Linked DNA regions of Zea mays: all the other regions are linked to region 1. The links are chromatin contacts, called in public Hi-C maps. All regions are on one chromosome and are shown on one strand. Each heading gives the region's core, a stretch centred on a gene start, on an enhancer-like site or on the middle of the called end of the contact. The rest is flanking DNA. Distances are from core to core; before and after follow the strand shown.

Region 1 (4,002 bases), core at 416-2,915:
GCCAGTAATCTCCTCACCTAGCTAGCTACTGCCCGTGGAGTGGAATACTCCGGCATCAGCTACCTAGTCTCCATTTCAATTTGCACCAAAGAGGCAAAGAGCTAGAACCCATCTAAACTTTAATACTGTGTGTCTTCGACCTTATGTCATACTAGAACTGATTCTAAACTTCTACGTATATCGAACTCGCCTTCTTTGCCAAATGTTTCTTTATCGAGTGTTTTTTTATCGAGTAATTTTTATTTGTCACTCGACAAAGAGTTTCTTTGCCGAATGACTGGAAGAAAACACTTGGCAAATTATTTGACATTCGGTAAAGTGCCGAATTCCGATAGTGAACTGCCATGATAGCTCTTCTGGTTGGCCATTCTTAGTAAAAAGTTTTAAAGTATTGTTTTTTAATAAGTAGAATATAATAAAGCATGGATTGAACCATCACTCGCAGTATATAGTTATATATTTTTTGATTTAGTAACGGAGACATGAGAGAGTTTCATATCCATCGTTTTAACTCGCAGGGACAGTCGCAAAGACCAATTTAACATACAAACACAAATTTTCAATCATCAATTTAACCCATAGGCACCGCACATAAATGTAACATGTTCACCAATTCATACGTAAATAATATGCATAAGTTTCGTTTTGCTGAAATCTGATAGCTCGTTTGAGCTCATGATATGAGATGTTAGCTCGACTCGTGAGAAAATTGAAACGAGCCAATTCGAGCTAAACCGGCCACGAGATATGAATATTTCGGCCAGCCCTATATATACTACTAATGTACCGTAAGAAGTGGAACTGACATAGCACCCTGGTCACCTATTGGAACCCGTGGACATATACCATATACATACACTCTAACTCAGTCAAAGAAAGAAAAAAGCAATTTTAGCAGTGTTATATTTGATATCTTAAATTTGATTAATTATAGACAAAAAATATTAATATTTGTAACGTCCAAATTAAATATCATTAGATTGATTATGAAATGTATTTTTTTATAATAAATTGGTCTAGAGTTATAAATCTGAATATTGTTCGTTAAAAATTTAATAAAACATAAACCAATTCAATTGGCACACCAACTCATAATTATATTCTTTGACTGGCACACAACTCGTAGTTCTAGTATTACTACCCACGAGATGTGCGCTGTGTATTCGTAAAAAATGTGCACCGTGAAGAGACAGATAGGATGGATGATGTTTGGGTGACAAGCCCAAAAGCACATAGATAGGCCAGGGGGAGGGGGGCATCCGTCGCAGCGTCGCTGGACTGGTGTTCTCCATCCTTCCAACCCGAGATAAAAGACGACACTTGACATGAAGAAGTGATAGCCTGCTCAGAGATCTTTCGCTTTCCTTACCCAGTTAGCGTTCCTGCTTGATACACTACGACTGCAGATTCTTTGGCAGACCGCTACCAAGTGCAAGTGTGCAACGCACACACATCACTCACAGTCTCACGGTGTCTCTGTGCGCGCGCGTGGGACACAGGAGGGAGAGAGACACAGAGAGGGGGGACGATCAGCTCTAGCTCAGCTGGTATCGTCTAAACTGCATAAAAGGGGAGGAAAAAAAGTTGCAATGATGCATCCCGGCGCATAGATAGAGAGAGAGAAGAGAGAGCCCCGACTCGAGAGCCAAGAACGCCGTGTGCTGTGTTTGTGTGCATCTATCTCCGTACACGCACGCACGCACGCACCAGCTAGCACGACCGCCATGGCCGCCACCAGGAGAGCATTCTTCCACAGCGCCGTCGACGGCATTGCGCGCGCCGGGCCGGGGGAGGCCGAGCTGCTGCCGGCGCCGCCGCAGGTCGGGCGACCGGTGGAAGGCGCCAGCAGCATGGTCTTCGGCTTCCCCGTGCCGCGGCCCACGATGCCGGACAGCCGGCCGGCCGCCGTCACCCAGCAGTTCTTTCCGCCCACTACTACGGCGGCGCAGCAGGCGACGATGGAGGAGCAATGCCACGTGCCCGCCGGTAGCGCGGCGGAGCAGTGGGTCCGGTCGTCGGCGTCCAGGAAGAGCCGCCGCGGCCCGCGGTCACGGAGCTCGCAGTACCGTGGCGTCACCTTCTACCGCCGCACCGGCCGCTGGGAGTCCCACATCTGGTCAGTCGCCTGCAGCTAGCTAGCTCTAGCTTGTTGTTTTTTTTTTTTACTTTTTTGGCTTGTGCAAGCGATGTCCATTTCATGCTCATCTCTCTCTGTCTCTCATTGGCAGGGACTGTGGGAAACAGGTGTACTTGGGTGAGTTCCCGTCCAATCGAAAAGAACTGAGACTCGAATTACGTACTACACTAGCATCATTTCATGGCATTTAATCAGGTGTCCGAATTGCTCTTTTTCTAGGTGGATTCGACACGGCGCAGGCCGCTGCGAGGTTCATAGATTTCTTCTTCCTCGCGCGCATCTGTTCCATCTTCTCGTCTTATCTTATATATCTATCTATCTATGAATCTATCTGCAGGGCCTACGACCAAGCCGCGATCAAGTTCCGCGGCCTGAACGCGGACATCAACTTCACCCTGGACGACTACAAGGACGAGATGAAGAAGGTGATTCCCCCCCTGTTGCAATTGCGAATCGAACGACCAACACCGGTAGAAGAAGGAGCCCACACACACCGCCATGAATGGAGTGTGAATAGAACAAATTAAGAACACTGCAGCTGCTCTGTTCATCGACTAATAATAACGTCTCTCTCTTAGTCTCTTTCACTGTTTGATGCCTGGATTCTTGTCTTCCTGCCGTGTGCCGCGTCAAATCCCTCAGATGAAGGACTTGAGCAAGGAGGAGTTCGTGCTGGTGCTCCGGCGGCAGGGCGCCGGCTTCGTCAGGGGCAGCTCCAGGTTCCGGGGAGTCACCCAGCACAAGTGCGGCAAGTGGGAGGCCAGGATCGGCCAGCTCATGGGCAAGAAGTAATTAATTAGTCAATGCTGAATCGGAAAAAAACAAAACAACGATTAGTGCCGATTTTTTTGTTTTATTTTTATTTTTGGCTTGATGGTTGATCTCCTTTGTTCTTGTCGCTGCTGCAGGTATGTGTACCTGGGCCTGTATGACACAGAGACGGAGGCTGCCCAGTAAGTGACGCGTCCTCTGTGCTTCTGTTACGCGCCATTGAACAACATGTGACAACTTTGTGGTTTCGTGCCATGCATGCATGCTAATCAGGGCATATGACAAGGCTGCCATCAAGTGCTACGGCAAGGAGGCGGTGACCAACTTCGATGCCCAGAGCTACGACAAGGAGCTCCAGTCGCAGCGTACGTGAGCCCCTCCCCTGCATGGCCTGCTCATCCGTCCGTTCTTTGCCTCTCGATCGTTCTTGTACTACTGTTTCCCTTCTCCTCGATCTCTTTTTTGTTGTTGTTCATGAACTCTTCAGCGGCTGAAACGTACTGAGATGGTTATTTATGTCTGTGGAGTGCATGCAGCCTGGGACGGCGAGCTGGATCTCGAGCTCGGTCTGGGCTGCGCCAGCAGCGATCCGTCCACGGTCGCCGTCGAGGCGTTCAGCCCCGCGACGAGCAGCAGTAGCCGCAAGCAGAGGACGATGACGCTGACGGTATGTACAAGCTAAGTACATACATGGCCGACACTGAGCCTTCCCGTTGCACTGACGCTGGTACTGTTTGCATTGCACATGCCGGGAAACCAGCTCGGTCTGCCGGAGGAGGAGGAGGAGACGGGCGCCGGCTACCCTCACAGCAGCAGCAGCAGGCGTCCCCCGGCGCCTGCTGCCGGCATGTTCGGGCGCCCGGCTGACGACCACGTCCACGTAGCACCGCCGTCACACCGGCAATGGCAGCAGCAGGGACGGCACGCAGCTCCAGATGGTACGCCGCTCGACCGATCGTACCATCACTGGTCGATTCGATTCGATCCATGACGATGAACAACAAACAGCACATGCATGCATGCTAACCACCGATCGTTGCTTCGGTTCGGTTCCCTTTTTTGTGCGCAAACACGTACTGGCGGCCGGACGACCT
Region 2 (4,002 bases), core at 764-3,263, 290 kb before region 1:
CGGGAATATTGGCTTTTCTTTCTTCAAGACAACCAACTGATATATCTCATCTGCTGACTTTCCACGCCATGGCTGAATGCCAGTCAACATCTCAAGGACGCTGCACGCAAAACCCCACGAATCAGTTTCATAACTAATCGGACCTCTGATGTTTGGTTGCCATTGTTCAGGAGCCATGTAATTTGGAGTTCCAAGCCTCTGGATAAGGTCCGGATTAGGTAATGAAAGGCCAAACAGCAGGGATGGAATCCCAAAATCCCCCAGCACAGCACAATCATTTTCGTCTATGAGAAAATTGCAAGGTTTCATATTTAGGATCAATATCCCCCTGGTGTGTAGGCCTAGTACACCGCGTGCCAAATCAGCCCCATATCTGCAATTTTAAATTTGTCATGAAAAAATATTCGAGAGAATAAGCATATAAGACACCTTTGAATAATACCATAATAAGCACTACCAAAGGGAAACAATGAACTGAAGTCATACTAAATTGATTTAAGGATAGGTGACAGTTAAGACAGCACATGGGTTTCAGGTACCATAACATTGTACTGTACATTTTTCCTCGAACTATTGTACTATACAATTAAAGAACAAATGTCCTGTTATCCCTTTTTTTAGCTTGAATAAATCAACATAACACTGAAGAAGGTAATTTTTATAATAATTTTCTAGTCTGCGTATGATTGTTCGAGAAAAAAAACTAGTACTATTGTACCCATTGCCTCAGAGAAACTACTTGATCAATTTCAGAAATTTTCCATCCTGCATGTTGATCTTAATGGTTGCCATGGTGCACCAGATGTATATATAGAAATCTTTAGGCATTGTAACCGTACCTTAGAACTTCTGACAAAGGGAGCTTTCCACCTTTAAGCCGAGCCATCTTGTTCCCGATGGATCCTTCATAGAACTTCATAGCTATACAAATCTGAAAATTCATGAAGCCAAAAATAAGCTACGGATTAACATTAATCACCAAGATGGTATGACAGGGAGACCTAGCATGAGGAGGCAATAAACCAGCCCAAAAACCAACATACCCTCCCATTCTGTGTAGAGATGCCATGCAAGAAACAAACGTTGCCCAGACCCTGACATTTGCTGAAGATCTCATGGAACCTCGCTGAGAAGATCTGCAGCTGGTCCTCTTTAATTGGATGCAGCATCTTCACCGCAACCTCATGGTACTGATCGAAATCCTCTGTCCTTTGGTGGTGAGTTGCTATCCATACATCCCCAAATGGACCTCTCCCTATCCGGTGCTTCAGCTTTAACACACTCGGGTTAATCCATGGGCTTGTCTGGCTCGGACCAGAGAAAACCGTCCGGTAGAGATCAGGATCCTTCTCAAGCAGCATGTACTCGAATGCATCGGTGGGATTTGAGTCGGAGCTTGCCATTCCTGCAGAGCCAATTTCACCATGACAAATCCCAACACATTATTCCGTAGAGCAGTGTCAAAATTTCACAACGTTCTAAGCATATTTTTGGTGTTGTATCTAATCGCTGAGATTCTTCTCTTCACAATTTGAATGCATCTACCAAACAGAGAAGACCCCAATTTTCCATGCTTATTTCAGTTGAAGTAACATTGGAAGCAAGCACAGACAGAGAGAGAGCTGAGGCTCCCAACTTCCCAGTTATTTAGTACTGGAAAGAACTATACTGGAATGTAAACTACGAATAATAACAGAATTGACAGTGTAAAGTGTGAACTTGTGAAAGCGAAAATCGATGGGTAAGAAAAGGTAGAACATGGAGGAGGAACAAAATAAAAAAATTCCCCAATCCACTAGAAACAGGAACCACGTAATCTAATCGGTGAGAATCACTGTAATGACAGGTATAGAATTGGAACCTAGATGGGGAACAAAAAAAAAGGCAGGAATTTGGATCAGCGACATATCAAGAATCAAGAAAACAAGCAGATTCTCACCCGTCTCTTCTTCTTTTTCCGGACCCTGCTTTCCCCTTCCTGAGTGATGTCGCGAATTGGTTTTGATACACTAACAAAGCCACAAGGCAACGAAACTAACCTATAAAACAACTGCTAGAAGTCGGCAGTACTGCGGTAGACTGGCATGGTTAGTTGGACTTGGAGATGTGTGCGGAGGTGGAGGGGAAGCGTCCGCACCGCAAGCGCACGGGAGTCGAGCCTTGAGCGGTAGAGCGGTTATATACGCGGGCGGATTTTCTTCTTTGCTGCTGGTCTCCTTTTCCTTTTTCTTTCTGCGCAACGGCTTTAATTTAATGATTTATTTATGTATATAATATATGTATCATTTTCAAAATTTTGCTCTGAAATACTTTCTTCTTTTATAGTTTTAAGATGTTTTGGTATTTTTATGTTTATAGTTTTTTTTCTATAAATCTAGAAATACCTTATAATTTAGAATTAACGAAGTAGTTATAATTTTACATTAGAAATCACAAACATTTAAATCATTCTAATTATTTTACATTCTTCTTATACATCTGTATTTGTATTAGTACAATGTCCGTGCGGTACATGCAAAGGTCGAGTGACGGCCATTGTGATGGAGTTTCTTCATAAAAATAAATTTAAAATTAAAGTGAACCGTTCCTAAAAAATTTAAAATTAAAGTGGATATATACACACATACTACATATTAAAGTGTAGATATTGTATTTTATCTTAGCCAAAAGACTGAGAAATACTTCCTCCGTTTCGTTTTAGTTGTCGCTGGATAATGCAAAATTGAACTATCCAGCGACAACTAAAATGAAACGGAGGGAGTATATGAGTTGAAAACTAGACCAACTTTTTTTATACCTAGCGAGATGGTACTATCTGACAATGTTGCGCTGCGTGCGACTTTGTTTCATGCTGTATACGGGTGTTCTCTCACATCCCATCTAGAAGCTAACGATCCACGTCATGAATACAGGCGATTAAGGGCTCCTTTGGGAGGGCTTTAGCTTCTATAAAAATAACATTGGCTCTGGCTTCTTCATGCGAGTAGTTTTTCTAGACGAGCCAAAGCTATTTTAAAATACTCAGTCAGAGAGGAAATGATCGTTAGGGATGAAAATAGGTACCCAAACTGTTATGACAAATCTAATATTTTAAAATAGATATGTATGAAATTTGATTCTAGCATTTTTTTATGTTATGAAGCACATTATCATAGATAAGAATAATTTTTGGCATAAATTGATTTATACATTATTTGCCCTCTATAACAAAAAGGTGAAAAAATAGTCATATCCCTATCCGAATGGTACCCGAATTTTATATGATAAATTTGAGGTTTAATTTTTATGAAACTTTACAAGCTCACTGTTAAAAACAAGGTTGTTGTGTGTATATGATGCATATATATATATGAATTATTCATGACCTACGTGGCGTGACTAGGGCAATACGACTGGAGCCATATGTATTGTCCAGAATTAATGTAATGACCTATGTGCCAACACGTGATGATTCAAGCGTATATGTAATTTGTTTACTAGCATATGTTAAATAGGTCTTGAAGGACTCATCACCTAAAGGATGGCATACCTATATCATGGAGATGGAGAACTGGTGGGCAGATTATTGAAGATGGGGATCACCATGTGACAGCGAGCCATATTGAATCACAATTGTTGTGTGAATACCATTCTTAATGTTCTACTTGTTTGTGTTGTATATATTGTCCTTGCATGATATAAGTAGGATGATCCCTCAAAATGTTTAAGCTCAAATACCTTTCTAAACCTTGCACTATCAGAAGTCTTGTACAATTGGTGGTGGGTCTATGAAATTAGGGTGTCATCAGTTTTCCTTGACTAGATAAGTCTGTATTGGATACAAACTGTGGAAAGGGTTGGTTAACTTAAATAAAATCAACTTAACGGTTAAGGACTTTGTAGCCAAAGGTTGGGAGCCGAGACATAGAGATGTCACCCAACAATAGAAGTCATATATGATATGATTAGCAAGGAGTTGCTTACCGATCTACGTTGTCTTCTGACGATGATGCTAAAGCTCAC
Region 3 (4,002 bases), core at 527-3,026, 260 kb after region 1:
CCGATGTGATGTCTAGTGCACACTTGTGTTTAGTCTAGATTGTTTGAGTAGTCGCCCTTCTACAATACAATAACACTTTTATCTAGTGCTTATCTAGACATATCTAGTGTTACTAAGTGTTTTGCCTTTCTTCAATTGTTCATGTGTCTTTGTTTGGGTTTCTTCCACCTGTGTCTTGGACTATTGCATGATCTTCTAGGTATTCAATGATTCTTCTAGTATCTTTATTGAGGTGTTTATCATATCGATCACCACCTTGTTTTCGTCCAAGTTCATGTTACATCCTTTGAACTATATCTATAAACACTAGCAAATAATGTTAGTCCAAATGATTATGTTGGTCATCAAACACCAAAACTTAACTATTAAATAGACCTTAGTCCATTTCCTTATAATCTCCTCCTTTTAAAATAATGACAACATAACAAAAACAAACAAATATGAGATTCAACTATCTATCCCAATAGGTATTCTATAGCACAGTGAAAGGACAACCTGATAGAACCTCAACAATTGTAGCAGGAAAAGAATTGTGTTTAGAAAATATATTATTAAGTTTATTAGAAATGCAATGAAAAGGAGCCGACCATATGTAATTTTCTTGAACGTACATTTCAATTTTCATACCGTTTGTTGAAGGTTGAACGAAGAAGGGAGGTTGCCGCTATCTTCGAAGAAGGAGGATGCAACTAGGTCGGACTAAACTCCGACACCGTCTGACATGGGATGGGGAGGTTTTACAACTTGGAAAGTACCTCGCAAGGGGCCTCCACCATCGCAGTTTTGAGCTTCATTGCCGCCTATGCGAGATCATGCCATCAATGGATACCACCTCCCACAAGGTCGGCCAGTTCCAATGTGATTAGGCTCAACAAATTTGTACGACAAATCTTGCTGGATGCATCTTAGCCACCGCCATGCCTCCTCCAACGCCACTGATGGCTCTCCTGCCACCATCGTCGCTTCCCTCCTCCACCAAAACCACGCTCATGAAAAAAAAACGCGGGAGACAACTCAGTTGCGCGGACGCCCAGTTTAGAGAGGAATCACTCACCAGAAAATAACCGTGTGTTTGGTTGCCTGTATTTGCTGGTGCTTGCATCGCGGGATGCAATGAGCTGGTGTTTGGTTATTGTCAATCAGGCTCTATACGTGCGAGGTGTGTGTTTGGTTACCTGCATGCAGATGTAGAGCCAGGCTCGCACGATACTCAAAGCACCCTGATACTCAAATCATCCTAAGCCAGGCTCTGCAGGCACGAGCAAATTGGTTGCATTTATGGAGCCAGGCTCCCGTCGGCCTGACTCATGCAGCCAGGCTACGTAGAGAAGCCAACCAAACAGTCTTAAATGGGAGAAGAGGAGCTGGATGTGGGCCACTAAGATTTTCGGGGAAAGAAAAGAGAGAGCTGTTGGAGAAAAAAATGATTCCTCTTCTAATATTGGTTTCAGGCTGGTTTACGACTTTATTTAAGTTGCTCCAAAGAAGAGCAATATCTTATTTAACTAATAAAGGTGTGATATACAAAAGGTAAACAAAAACATACTAGACATTATCCATAACAAAAGATAAAAAAACCAACCGTGCTTGACCCAAAAGATTTATTCTTCGAATAAACCTGTTATACACATATGGTACGTGCAAGTCTACTGGTTATAATAATGTTTAATGACCATTTTCATCCCGATATAGGCTTTCAATCACAGGAAAAAATATCAAAAGTAGCACTTTACCACCATTTTTTTCTTAAAAAAAGGAGGCGTAGCGTAGATTCTAGTATGTCGAGCTTGATAAATCATAAATAGAACACTCCGGAGGTCGGATCTCCAAACCGACACGGCCACACCCACGGACCCACCACCGGATCCATCCTATCGGGACCCGTTAAGCCGACCGCCAGCGCCTCGTCACCGGTGCGTCATTAAGGAGGCTACTAAAAAACCCACGTTTTTTCATCCTGTTTTCGCTGCAACTTCCCACCACCGCCTATATCCGCGTTCCCCCCGGGCGATCGATCGATCGCGGCTAACCTCGCCGCCGCCCCCATCGAGGCAGCCATGGCGGAGATGGCCGAACGGTCCGTCGCGGGCGAGCTGCCGGAGGAGCCGCGGCCGCCGCACGGGGAGGAGGACGACGAGGAGGAAGAGGAGGGGGACGTGTGCCGGATCTGCCGCAACCGCGGCGACGAGGACCACCCGCTGCGCTACCCGTGCGCCTGCAGCGGAAGCATCAAATTCGTGCACCAGGACTGCCTCCTCCAGTGGCTCGACCATAGCAACTCGCGCCAGTGCGAGGTAATATCGCCGCCGCCCCTGCCCTCACTCAGCGACGGGGACGCCGCTGGGTCGTTGCTTTAGGGATTGATTAGTTCGATTGCGTGGTGGAATCGATCGATTTAATGTTGAGCTGGTGATATGGGTGCTGTTTCTTTGATATGGCGTGTAGATTGGGTCAAAACTATGTTAATAGGCATTGATAAATGGATAAGGCTATTATTCTTGCCTTTTCAGTTGCTAGAATTAGGGGATTGAGGTTCGGAATCAGGCAATTGCATAGTTTTGATGATTATTCAGCTAGCAAATGAATTTTCATAATACTCCGATGCTCTTGTGGTTTCAGAGTATTTTCAGAGGCATAGTAATTCTGTTAACCTGCAGCAAGACTCATCTTGTGCTTCTTAGCAGTGAGACTATTGGCTTGATATTGATGATTGATTTGCAGTTTCAGTTGCCTTATGTTCTCTTAGGTCCCCTTTGTAACAAGGAAAAATGGAGGAATTCTATAGGATTGGAATCGTTAGAACAAACCTCCTCTTGAATAATGCATTTTGCTAATCTAGAGAAAATGAGCGAACAAGTGTTAGTTGGGGGTTCCAAGCACAGCTGTACGGCTGGGTAGTAATGGCTTGTATCGCCAAGGAAAAAAACATACTCATGATGATGATGTGTGTCTTGTTTGTCATAACTCCATTTTCTCTAGATAATTTCTGATTTATGCATCTGTGCACTGCAGGTCTGTAAACATGCATTCTCCTTCTCACCCGTGTACGCTGATAATGCTCCGACAAGACTCCCTTTCCAGGAACTGATTGTTGGTGTTGGAATGAAAGCATGCCATGTGTTTCAATTCATCCTTCGGCTTGCCTTTGTTCTCTCAGTTTGGCTCATGATTATCCCATTCATTACCTATTGGATTTGGCGGTTAACATTGGTGAGAAGTATTGGTGAAGCGCAAAGGCTGTTCCTCAGTCACATCAGTGCTCAGTTGATTCTTAGCGATTGCCTTCATGGGTTCCTTCTCTCAGCTATCATTGTCCTTATATTTCTTGGAGCCACCTCATTACGGGACTACATAAGGCATTTGCGTGAACTTGGTGGACATGATGCTGAGAGGGATGATGGAGGTCGTGAAAGGCATGGTGCTCGGGCTGTCAGGAGGCTAGCTGGTCCTAATAATAGGGTTCCTGCAGATGGAAATATTGATGAATTAGCAGAAGCCCAAGGAATCGGTGCTGGTGAACTTTTGAGGAGAAATGCGGAAAATGTTGCTGCTCGATTAGAACGACTTGAGGCTCAGGTGGAGCAGATGCTTGATGGTCTGGATGATGCTGATGGAGCAGAGGACGTTCCTTTTGATGAACTTGTTGGTATGCAAGGCCCTGTCTTCCACTTGGTTGAGAATGCAATAACAGTGAGTACTATTTTTTCCCTACAACACGTATCTTTAGATCTCCATGTGTTGGCAACTTGGCATAACTATTTTGAGTTCCATAGTTGTGTTGCCATTCTACCGCAAAACACTAAGAACTCTTCTACTCCCTTCGTTCTGAATTTTAGTTCTTTTTAGTTTTGTCCTAAGTCGAACTTCTATAACTTTGACCTAGTTTACAGAAAAATATATTACATCTACAACACCAAATTAATGCACCATAAAGACATTTCATTGTGGATCTAATTAAAGTAATTTGATGTTTTATATTACATGCTGGTGCATTTTTTCTAA

What was found. Hi-C and Micro-C count contacts between places; a contact is called where the count stands out from the background.
Region 2: a Hi-C map of ear shows a contact between it and region 1, with 5 times the contacts expected there. The contact joins the promoter of LOC100285626 here to the promoter of LOC732805 in region 1. A contact is called at or near these places in 6 of 25 Hi-C or Micro-C datasets (bundle sheath, ear, leaf and 2 more).
Region 3: a Hi-C map of leaf shows a contact between it and region 1, with 4 times the contacts expected there. The contact joins the promoter of LOC103638745 here to the promoter of LOC732805 in region 1. A contact is called at or near these places in 9 of 25 Hi-C or Micro-C datasets (bundle sheath, ear, endosperm and 3 more).

What each region holds. Positions count from the first base shown.
Region 1 is chr9:101,042,888-101,046,889 of Zm-B73-REFERENCE-NAM-5.0, forward strand. LOC732805 (glossy15) reads left to right here and starts at 1,666. Exons shown (of 9, transcript NM_001254783.1): 1 at 1,666-2,116; 2 at 2,229-2,254; 3 at 2,357-2,387; 4 at 2,475-2,562; 5 at 2,780-2,925; 6 at 3,046-3,090; 7 at 3,182-3,273; 8 at 3,445-3,575; 9 at 3,669-4,002. The coding sequence starts at 1,725. The coding sequence ends at 3,899.
Region 2 is chr9:100,755,301-100,759,302 of Zm-B73-REFERENCE-NAM-5.0, forward strand. It overlaps LOC100285626 (protein kinase domain containing protein), which reads right to left and starts at 2,014. Exons shown (of 5, transcript NM_001158517.1): 1 at 1,940-2,014; 2 at 1,044-1,405; 3 at 840-931; 4 at 1-373. The coding sequence starts at 1,403.
Region 3 is chr9:101,300,398-101,304,399 of Zm-B73-REFERENCE-NAM-5.0, forward strand. It overlaps LOC103638745 (probable E3 ubiquitin ligase SUD1), which reads left to right and starts at 1,777. Exons shown (of 9, transcript XM_008661571.3): 1 at 1,777-2,294; 2 at 3,013-3,690. The coding sequence starts at 2,058.